Regions from separate parts of the Mus musculus genome. Here region 1 is linked to region 2. A link is a contact called in public promoter capture Hi-C data. All regions are on one chromosome and are shown on one strand. Each heading gives the region's core, a stretch centred on a gene start, on an enhancer-like site or on the middle of the called end of the contact. The rest is flanking DNA. Distances are from core to core; before and after follow the strand shown. Region 1 holds the start of 1700020A23Rik (RIKEN cDNA 1700020A23 gene). Region 2 holds the start of AU015228 (expressed sequence AU015228).

The links. Promoter capture Hi-C pulls out the DNA fragments that hold promoters and counts their contacts.
Region 1: a promoter capture Hi-C map of stem cell-derived epiblast-like cells shows a contact between it and region 2, with 2.4 times the contacts expected there. The contact joins the promoter of 1700020A23Rik here to the promoter of AU015228 in region 2. A contact is called at or near these places in 4 of 39 promoter capture datasets (the SN4741 cell line, embryonic stem cells, liver and 1 more).

Annotation. Positions count from the first base shown.
Region 1 is chr2:130,403,131-130,408,635 of GRCm38.p6, reverse strand. It overlaps 1700020A23Rik (RIKEN cDNA 1700020A23 gene), which reads right to left and starts at 3,340. Exons shown (of 2, transcript NM_001163483.1): 1 at 2,933-3,340; 2 at 2,562-2,855. The coding sequence starts at 3,090. The coding sequence ends at 2,618. Tmem239 (transmembrane 239) reads right to left here and starts at 2,114. Exons shown (of 2, transcript NM_025753.3): 1 at 2,061-2,114; 2 at 842-1,926. The coding sequence starts at 1,912. The coding sequence ends at 1,457.
Region 2 is chr2:130,097,025-130,102,772 of GRCm38.p6, reverse strand. AU015228 (expressed sequence AU015228) reads right to left here and starts at 2,379. Exons shown (of 1, transcript NM_001033197.2): 1 at 1-2,379. The coding sequence starts at 2,249. The coding sequence ends at 930.

The DNA of each region.
Region 1 (5,505 bases), core at 2,091-4,590, 300 kb before region 2:
TCAGAAGCAATGATTTTCAGGTTAGATTTAAACCAGATAAAGAGCTGGGAAGCAGCAGGGATTGGGTAGAGGTCAGCAGTGGATGAGGACTGAAGTCTGGGCCCCAGCTGGGGGCAGATCGGCTAACATGTCTGTCACTTGACTTGGTAACTGATACTCACAGCTTTGTTTGGAAGGCTCAGCGCTAGGTAAATGGCCAAACGCCAGGGGAGCCTGGGTGGTCCAAAGCCCTCTGGTGGAAGCAGCCTGCTTAATCAATCCTGCAAATCTCTGCGCTTTCCTTTTTCCATGAGCACAGCATTGCACAAGTTCCCTGGCACCAGGCTCCAGCCTCGAGCATTACACAGATCATACAGTCCAGTGTCTGCCTAGCTTGAGACACACACCTTGCACATCTCACCACACTGCCTATTCCGTGTCAACTGTTTTAGGGCTGGGATTCCATGAGTGACAGAGTTTCTGTAGAAGCCTAGAGAAATTTAATCTCTTAGCTTCTGAATCAAAAGGCCTTTTGAACTTATATGTTTTTAGAGCTCAAAACATCTTAACTGCTGTTTGGCCTTACCAAATACTTTTCATAAAATCAGGCATGGTGGCACAAGTTTTAATTCCAGTACCCTGGACATAGAGACAATAGGATCCGAAATTCAAAGTCACCTCAGCTAAATAGTTCAAAGCCATCCTGGGCTTCATGAGACCCTGTTTCAAAACAACAACAGCAGCAAAGTATTTTGCAAATAGATACTGACTTTTGATCATAACAAACCCATGAAAGCATTGGGGCTCACTTAACACCAAGGTTCAAAAGTAGTGAATCAGCCAAGATGTAGGAGGCTGAAACAGGACTTTGATTTTTTTTGTAACAGACCTGGAGATTCTTAAAAAAAAAATAAGAGTGTGTAGGGTGGAGTGTATGCTTATGCACAAAGCCTTGGGTCCACACACACACACACACACACACACACACACACACACTATCATGATTGGCCTCTTTCCCATTTCTGAGAGGTGAGTGAGGTGAGATCCCTAGCTATCGTCCTGGCAGTGAGACCCATTCCAGAGTGTGTGTTCCTCCTGGAAGTAGAAAGAGAGGATCCGGGACAAATCCAGACAAGTCCAGGGGTATGTAGGTGGAAATTCTCAGGAAGCCTGAAGCTGGTAGGGCTGAGGTGATGTGACTAAAAGATTCTGCCAGGAAGACCAAGTGATGTTACCACATCCATACGGGTGCTCTCAGTGGTTGGTCCAAGCTCTTGCTCCTGGCTAAACTGTCTGTCCTGTTCCTGACACCAATGTGGGTTTAAGGTAGATGCCCAGAAGCCAGACCCCCACTTGTATTTGTGATTGGGGGGGGGGGGGTCTGAGGTCTGTTGAAGTTCCACTGCCCCCCTCCCCACGGGGCTCAGGCCCTAGGCCAGGGCTCAACAGACACAAGCAGTAAGATGGGGTTGCCCTTCTATTGGTCCAAGTCCTGAGCGTAGCCTGGTTGAGTCATGGAGGTGAGCAGGCCCACGAGGCTCAGCAGTGTGGAAAAGAGCAGCAGGAAGGAGGCTGCGAAGAGCAGAGCAGGCAGGGCACTGAGCACAAGCAGCAGGATTGCTGGCAGCAGGTGGCTCCACATCACAGCCACCACGGGCCATAGCGAGCTCAGCAGGTAGGAGCCCGTGGTGAAGAGTGCGTGACATAGCATCAGTGCCAGCAGCAGGTAGAGTGTCCCCTCCAGACCCCACAGCATCCGCTGTAGTGGTTGCCGCCAGCCTGATGTATTCCACCACTGGGTCCAGCTCCGAGGTATGTGGCATACCCACCAGCGCACCCAGTCCTGACGGATGATCCAGGCTGACCAGGGCACTGCCCGCTGGGGCCCCTCGCCAGCCCCGATGATATCCGACTCCACTCGTGGCTGCTGCATCACGGCTGGTGCACCTGTGGACAGGGCCAGGCCAGCTGCAGGGGGCAGCCCTTAAGATGCCCAGGACCTCTGGATAGGTGGGCATGCAGGGGTCAGGGGGATACCAGCATGGGCAGGATTGGACTTTGAACTGGGGCCTAGGACTTACCTTTGGGCAGAGCCACCTAAGTCATGGTGCTTCCTGTTGTGTCTAGGCTGGCCTGGCAGCCAGATCCCAGTCTCTCCCTCGCCTGCCCCACCATCCCCAGAGGAGTGCATTATGACCCGGACTGGGGTGGGGCTCAGCCAAGAGAGGAGCTACTGCATAGTGTGAGAGTCACTTATGTCCTTTACTTAATGGTCCCTCCAGGCTAGCAGGAGAGCCCAGCAAGCCTACCATTCTTCTTCTTGTAGGAAGCCTTCCCCACACCTGTCCCTCCTTGATGGCTGCTTCCAACCCCATGGCTGGAGTTGGTTGCTGTAACTACCCTTTTCTCTGCCTTCTCTTAATGCCCTAAGCTTCAGGCAAAGGTAATATGCCTTTGACAGTTCTCAAATGTCCACATTGTGGAACTAGAAGGCCCTGAGGTTCAAGCTGAATATGATGGAGTATTCTGTCCTTATCACACAACCTTACCCTCATGTAGCTCAGGATGGAAGAGAAGAAATCTGAGAGAGCAGATTGGATGTTGTATTTTCAGAAGGCATTCAGCTTTAGGAGGGCCCTCAGGCCCAAGGATGGATACAGAAAGCTAGGCCCAGCATGGCTAAGGGTATACCAGAGCCTCCCAAGAACAGGCGCAGGCCCAGGAACAGCAGGAGCAGCGCATCCTGCAGGCTGAGCAGTCCCGAGGCCATCTTTGTTGGAGAGAGGGGAGCTGCTTGCTGTCCTGGGCCTTCACCAGCCCCCTGGCTCTGACCCATTGGGAGAAGTCTGTGTCGTGGCAGGTTGGCACCTGTGGGCCTGTGGAGAGAGAAGATGGCAGCTCGAGGCAATTGCTCATTTGTGTTTGTGACACCTATCTGACAGGTGGCACTTACCCATAGAGCAGGTCAAAAACAAGGAAGCTGGTCAGCAACAGGAGCAGCAGGGCTAGGCCAGCCGTTGAGAAGATGGTTCGAATTGTCACTCCTAGTGCCCCCAGCCCTAGGATACTGTCCAGGAGCTGGGCCTGGCTGAAGTCCCAGGGGGGGCACATGACTCGCTGACCCTACTCAGTCCCTCTCCAGGATCCAGACCCCTGGGAAGGAGTGGGATGGCTTTAGAAGGGCAAGGGTGAGCTGAGCTGGGTCCTAGAGGTTATTAGGAAGACCTAGTGCTAAGAGATTAGGGATCAGGGAAGAGAGGAGGGCCTTGGCAGACACTCAAGGGTTAGCTCTGTGAGTAAGGAACTAAGCTTTTTGGGGATCTCCCTCCCCCCACTCCCACCCCACATCTTCACCAACTCTCCTCACCTCCTCCCACTTGGGTGACCATTCTAGATTTGGACACTCTGGGGCATTGTGACCTATTATCAGGGAGGACCTTGAATTAAGGACAGGACAACAGTTTGCTTTGCCTCATAAGCACTGGTGGCCTAGGTGGGGCTCAGTAACAAATCAGTGTTTTCTGAGAACTAAGACTCAACTCACCCACTCACCTTGCCAGTAATTCTCTGCACCAGGGACTTCCCACCAGTCTTGGGATGTCAGGAAAGCATGCTAACACAACAGCTGCTTGGACTTCTGCATCTTCCAGAACATTCTCCAGACTCTGTGTTTAGGATGTCATTCAGTCATTCAATTTTTCTATGTCCGGTTCTCTTCCCTGAAAGTGGGGTGAGGGCTGTGGGGCTTTGTTTGTTTGGTTGTTTGGTTGGTTGGTTTGGTTTTTTTCGAGACAGGGTTTCTCTGTGTAGCCCTGGCTGTCCTGGAACTCACTTTGTAGACCAGGCTGGCCTCAAACTCAGAAATCTGCCTGCCTCTGCCTCCTGCCTCCCGAGTGCTGGGATTGAAGGCGTGTGCCACCAAGCCCAGCTGGCTGTGGGGCTTGATGGTAGTGGGAAAACATGTTTGCAACTCTGGGATGCTGAATAGACTTTTCTAGAGTGCAACCTAGGCCATGGGGCAGGGGTGGGGGTGGGGACAAGAGGATGCTATTTGGATGTTTTACGCACTACAGTTTTAGGAGGTATTATGGTTTCAGCAATGGGACAGAGAGCTGGACATGGTGGCATATATTTTAATTTCAGTGCTCAGAAGGCTGAGGCAGAAATACTGTGAGTTTAAGGCCAAACTGGACTATATAGCTGGATGTTGCCTGGAAAATTAAAGAAAGAAAAGAGAAGAGAAGAGAAGAGAAGAGAAGAGAAGAGAAGAGAAGAGAAGAGAAGAGAAGAGAAGAGAAGAGAAGAGAAGGAAAAGAAAAAGAGGTCTTGAATCTAAGAGTCCTACAACATCATGACCTCAAATTGTTTTGAAACAGGCTTTCTTCATGTGTTCCAGGCTAACCTTGAACTCACCATGTAACGCAGATGCCCTATAACTCTTAGTGATTCTCCACCTCATCCTCTTGAATGCTAGGATTGCAGGCAGGCCCCACTGTGCCTCAAGTAAGATCCTAGTGGAAAGTTAAGTCTACCCTTAAGAATGAGACTAAGGAATGATTATGGCATAAGTGGATTGGTCATCATTACTGCTTATGATTATTCAATGAGAATAAACCTCCTGCCACTGAATCAATGGTCAAGGCAGCTACAGAGCTACTAAGTACATGGTCAGTCTGGTGACAAAAGACAAGAGTAGAAATGACATAAATTTAAATATTAATTGTACCTTGGAGAAAACTGAAGGGGTTGGGTAGGGGAGACACGGACAATATAGTGCCCAGGAAAAGGAGAGATTGAGAGAAAATGATAGAAAGACCATTAAGCTGCTTCCCAGGACACCCCACCCAAAGATCCAGGGCAGGTGATCTTGACATGTTTGGTGTTGATGGACTTGGCGGAACTTAGAGCAGGTGTCATTTGTCCTTAATGTCACTCAGCAGTTAGTTGCCCTTCCACTGTCTTTTGTTTGCTTGGGAGCTGTGTTTCTGACTACTGGTACATAGGCTATAAAGGGGATCCTGTTTTTTTGTCTAAGTAATTGTCTTTGTAAATGAGAAAATTAGCATTCAGGTTTAAATTGCCAGTTCCGCTAGTCTGCTCATTTCTGGTGCAGCCACAAGATTGTATCCCTGGACTATGGAATTAAAAGTCAGGTCCTGACAGATCTACTGAGACAAAATAGTCCACATATGCAAGGGTTTGGGAGTAGGGTGTGTGACTAAAGATTTAGTGCGTACAAGATGCTCTGCATAATTTGCAGGGGAGTTCTATTTAGGGTTTTCTCAGGTTATTTTTCATTCAACTGTCATTTCTAATGTGATCCCCGAATGTCTCCAGCCTATGTTGGGTTCTAACTCCATGGACTTTTAGACCAATGTTCTGAAAGCCTGAGGTTGTTCTCAGAAGGAAAACAATAGATAAGGAAGGAGGCAAACTGGGTAGGGGAAGGAGCTAAGCCAGCATACAGTCTTGTCTGGGCTTCAGTCTCAGCCTGACAGTGCAGTCAGCTCTAAGAACAGTGAATTG
Region 2 (5,748 bases), core at 1,130-3,629:
TCCTTGAGGTTACAATGCTCAACCACACAGTAGAGGCACTGAATGTTTGAAGGAGAGACAAATAAAGGCTTTGATGACCTTTGGAAGAGTGAGGAGAGCGGGGCAATCAGCACTTCTCTACTGCTCTGGACTGGAAAGGCTCTTCAATTCAGAGCACTAGCATAGGTCTACAGAATAAGTGGGAGAAGTGGGGCCAGTCTCAGCTTTACATCTGAGACTTCCAAGTTGCTCTGAGGCAGCTCTAAGGCACAGTTCCCAGTGCTCTGTTCTTCAACACTGGAGACTCCTTACCTAACCTGCTTTGTTATCTGTCACCTAAAGTATAGCTTGAAAGGTCTATGAAAATGAAACAATCTACCAGCCATATGTGTTTTACAGACATGGATTCTAGTTTACACACAACCCTGAGATTCAGGCACCCCTTTCTCCTGGACTCCTAGGAGAGTGGACCCCACACTCAGTTTTGAGGAAGATGACATGTTTGGGTGTTCCCCTAAGCAGTGGTCTGTTTCTTGGTTAGCTGCTTTGGTTGACAGGAATATAAGGAATTGTCTCAAATGCCTGACCACAGTGCAGCTACAAGACTAGGAAATGTTTAATCCAAAGTAGGGTTCTGAAGAGACAGGAACATTTTAGTCAGAGTGAGAAAAATATGTCTTAAAAGGGAAAGGAAAAAAATAGATAAGGAAATAGAGAAAGATATTAATACTTTAGTAATAAAAGGGAACTGAATATAACCTTCCTACCTTTCTGGGATGTTCCTTACAGTAAAAATAAATAAATAAATAAAATTAAATCAAATTTTCTCTTACTATGCGTCTGTATTAGATTAACAGGTGCTTTACATAAAGAGGTGGGAAGGCCCTTAAAGCACTTGATGGGAAGTTTCTCTCTGAAATGGGCTAACGGCAGGAAAAAGCAGGGAAAGCTCACTCAAAGAGATCCCGAAAAACGCGCTGACTTATGGCTATGTATGCTTCCTTCTCTTCTGGTGTCATCTGGGCTACCAGCTCTGGCCGCTGGCTAACTTCACTGAAGGAAAATGGACAGCCAGCCACCATAACAATGGGGTCACCTGCTACTTCCTCAAGCTCTTCGTCTTCCTCATCTTCATGGTGATGAGGAGGAGCCGCAGCTGCTGGCCGGGGTGGAAAGCCGTCGTCCGACTCACTGGTCTCACTCTCAGAGTCACTGTTATTAGCAGCCCTCGCCAGAGCCTCTGCTCCCACCGAGCCAGCTGTGGTCGCCGAAGAAGTCTTTTTCTCATGAATACGTAGAACGCGCATGACCGCCTCATTGTCATCAGGCCCTGCGTGGGCTTGCTTGTGCTCCTGAACTGTGTCCACATCCATGCCACCTTCCTTCATCTCTTCAGAACTGTACGCCCCTGGGACCGTGCTCTCTCTCAACCAAACGGGTCTCTGTTTGGCAGCTTTCCCTTCCAGCGAGGTGCGATGCATAACATCTTGGTCATCCATGTTGATGACAACATTCTGAGTATACAAGTCCTCATAGGAGGGGGCTTTGTTGGTCTGCGCCTCCCGGTGACATCCACCTGCCAGGCCAGCAGCTCCAGAAGCAGTTGCTGCTCGGTCCTTGCTCAGCTTCAGGGCTGGGATTGCCGTGGGTTCTGGTTCAAGTATTTCATAGGCCAAGTTGACATCCTCTGTCTCTCGAAGCAATGCATAAATGGGCTCAATTTGTTCATTAAATCTTGCCAAAAGCACGCGGGCATCTTTTTTGGGCATTGCTGGTTCATTTTCTTCTACCTCTGTGTGGCAAAAGGTGCAGCAGAAAGTTCCTATCGTGGGTTCAAACAGCCTATTAGCATCTAGGTCAGTGAACGTGCTGCAGCAGACAGGACATTTGAAGGAAGCCCGACTGGTGGAATTTCTCTCATCCATTTCAATCCTCCTTCTCATGTGGTCCAGCTTATATTTCACTACATTAACAAGAGTGCGGTAATTGATGAAGTAGTAGTTATGGCGGGTGGTCTTCCCATCTGCAGCAGTCTCTACCCTCATTCTGCATTTGACGAACTTGTCTCCCTTTAAAGTATTCAAAACGGATCGAAGTTGCTTCCGATCAAACTTGAGCAGCTCCAGCATGTCCTCTTCTTTTACACAGGGGTTCCGGATCAAGATGTCCAAGGCCAACACATGCTCAATGCCATAAAAGCCCCTGACGACATACTTGGCTAGCCGCTTCAATGCCGCCGGAACTTCAGTGAGAACATCTGGGTCTGCCATCTTCAACAATAAGCTTCACCTTCCAAGTCTGTAGTCCAGCTCTCCAACAACGGCCAGCAGCAGCTGTGAAAGGAAATCCAAGGATCTAGCAGATGCTCTGTCCTACAAGGCAAACAGGGAAAGACTAGAGAATCTTCCTTCTTCCAATGTCCTTATATAGGTCTTCAGCAGAAGATGTGGCCTAGATTAAAGGTGTGCGCCACCACGCCCAGATCTGGGATTTGCTTTGTACCAGATGACCTTGAACTCAGTGATCTCCTTACCTCAGTCTCCTGGGATTAAAGGCATGTGCCCACATGAGGCTTTATTACAGGAAAGCCAGAGCTCTGGGGATGACTCATATCCCACGCAGGGGTAAAGGAGTCGACCTTGAGGGGAAAGGGGTCCCAATTTTTATAGGCCCTCAGCGGGGAAAGGAGAAGGGGGGGTGTAGGGGATTTCCAGATCTAAACAATGTCTATTCTCAAGAAATGGGTATGGGAGGGGTACAAGGAAAGAGTCTGGTGCAGGTGTAGCAACTCCGGATTGGCCCGGCTGTGGTTGCTGGAGAGATTTTTCGATTCTATCCTAGCAACCAGTATCACAAACACCTGGCAGTGAGGTGCAGCAGTGGGCACACACCTGGGTTCAAGAACGGTCAGAACATTGGCAGACACACGGGTTCAAGGAGCGGCCAGAGCATTGGGCACCTCTATTTTTCTAAATCAGTGAAGCTACTTCTACTATCAATGAAATCTATTTTGCCAATTTCAGGCCTTCTGTGACCTTTTACATTCTGTCAGGATCTTTCAGATTGTAGTTCATTCCAGATATAGTCAAGTTGACCAACCTTTTTTAAGACAAGATCTCCCCTTGGCCTGGAAACCCTAGGCTAAGGCTGTCAGGTTAGCAAACATCAGGGATTGGGGCATGCTGTCTTATCTATTGTGAACCCATTATGTACAACTGTGTGTCTGTGTCCAGAAATCTGTGTTTCCTTGTAATTATCCACTACCTATTGCTTTTTTTTTTTGAGTTGTTTTTATTTTTAATTTTATATTTATTTATTTATTTTTGGTTTTTGTAAGTTTGTATGTTTTTGAGACAGGATTTCTCTGTATAGCCCTGGCTTTTCTGGAACTCTCTCTGTAGACTAGGCTGGCCTCGAACTCAGAATCTGTCTGCTTCTGCCTCCTGAGTGCTGGGGTTAAAGGTGTGCGCCACCACTGCCCGGCTTATTTATTTATTTTACACTCCATATTTTATTCCCACCCTCTGACTGTCCCACCTTCCATACCTCCTCCCCATCTCCCTGTTTCCACGTGGATGTCCCCACCCCTAATCCCCCTGACATCTAAACTCCCTGGGGCCTCCAGTCTCTTGAGGGTTAGGTGCATCATCTCTGAATGAACACAGATCTGGCAGTCCTCTACTGCATGTGTGTTGGGGGCCTCATATGAGCTGGTGTATGCTGTCTTTTTGGTGGTCTAGTGTTTGAGAGATCTTGGGGGTCCAGATTAATTGAGACTACTGGTTCTCCTACAAGATTACCCTTCTCCTCAGCTTCTTTCAGCCTTCCATAATTCAACAACAAAGGTCAGCTATTTCTACCCATTGGTTGGGTGCAAATATCTGCATCTGACTCTTTCAGCTGCTTGTTGGGTCTTCTGGAGTTCTTTGGCCAAGCTAGGTCCCTTTTTGTGGGTGCTCCATAGCTTCAGGTCTTAGGATCTCCCTTTGCGCTAGATCCCACTTTGGGCTTGTTGCTGGACCTTCTTTTCCTCAGGATCCTCTCCATTTCCACCCCTGTAATTCTTTCAGACTGGAACAATTATGGGTCAGAGTTGTGATTGTGGGATGGCCCCCCTCTCCCTCATTTGATGTCCTGTCTTCCCGCTGGAGGTGCGCTCTATAAGTTCCCTCTCCCTACAGTTGGGCATTTCATCTAAGTTCCCTCCCTTTGATTCCTGAGATTCTCTCACCTCCTAGGTCTTTGGTGCATTCTGGAGCCCCCACCCCCAACCTCATTTCTCCCAAGGTTGCCTGTGTCCATTCTTTCTTCTGGTCCTGGGGGCTTCAGTTCTTCTGGTCTTGGGGGCGTCAGTCCTTTTCCCTCACCCAATACTAGATCATGTTCCCCTCTCCACCCACCTCGACTCCCTCCTCCAACCTCCTTGTCCACTTTCCCTTCCAGGTTCCTCCTTCCCACCCCACTTGTGATTGCTTTTTTTTCTCCCTCCCAAATGGGACTGAGGTGTCCTCATTTGGGCCCTTCAGCTTGTTGACCTTTTTGAGTTCTGTGGACTGTATCTTGGATATTCTGTACTTTTTTTTTTTTTTTTGGCTGACATTCACTTATTACTGAGTACATACCATGCGTGTACTTTTGGGTCTGAGTTACCTCACTCAGGATGATATTTTCTAGTTCCATCCATTTGCCTGCAAAAGTCAAGATGTCCTCATTCTTAATAGCTGAATAGTAGTAAATGAACCACATTTTCTGTACCCATTCTTCTGTCATGGGACATCTAGATTGTTTCCAGCTTCTGGTTATCACAAATAAGGCAGCTATGAACATAGTGGAACTTGTGCCCCTGTGGCATGGTGGTACATCTGTTGAGTATATGCCCAAGAACTTCAGGTAGATCTATTTCCAATTATCTGAGGAACATCTAGATTGATTTCCAGATTGGTTTTACCAGTTTGCAATCCCACCAGCAATGGAGGAGTGCTCCCCTTTCACCACATCCTCTCCAGCATGTGTTTTCACCTGTGGTTTTGATCTTAACCATTCTGATTGGTGTAAGGTGGAATCTCAGGGTCATTTTGATTTGCATTTCTCTGATCACTAAGGACATTTCTTTAGGTGCTTCTCAGACATTCGAGATTCCTCAGTTGAGAATTCTCGGTTTAGTTCTATATCCCATTTTTTTGATTAGGTTATTTGGGTTTTTTTTTTTTTTTTTTTTTTTTTTTGGTGATTAGCTTCTTGAGTTCTTTATATACTTTGGATATTAGCCCTCTATTGGATGTGGGGTTAGTGAAGTTTTTTTTCCCAATCTGTAGGTTGCTGATTTGTCTTATTGACTATGTCCTTTGCTTTACAGAATCTTTCCAGTTTCATGAGGTCCGATTTATCAATTCTTGATCTTAGAGCATGGACCATTGGAATTCTGTTTAGGAAATTTCCCCCTGTGCCAATGAGTTCGAGGCTCTTTCCCACTTTCTCTTCTATTAGAGTCAATGTATCTGGTTTTATGTTGAGGTCCTTGATCCACTTGGACTTGAGCTTTGGCAAGGTGACAAATATGGGTCTATTTCTATTTTTCTCCATACAGACAGCCAGGTAGACCAGCACCATTGACTGAAGATGCTTCCTTCCTTCCTTCCTTCCTTCCTTTCTTTCTTTCTTTCTTTCTTTCTTTCTTTCTTTCTTTCTTTCTTTCTTCCTTCCTTCCTTCCTTCCTTCCTTCCTTCCTTCCTTCCTTCCTTTCTTTCTTTCTTTCTTTCTTTCTTTCTT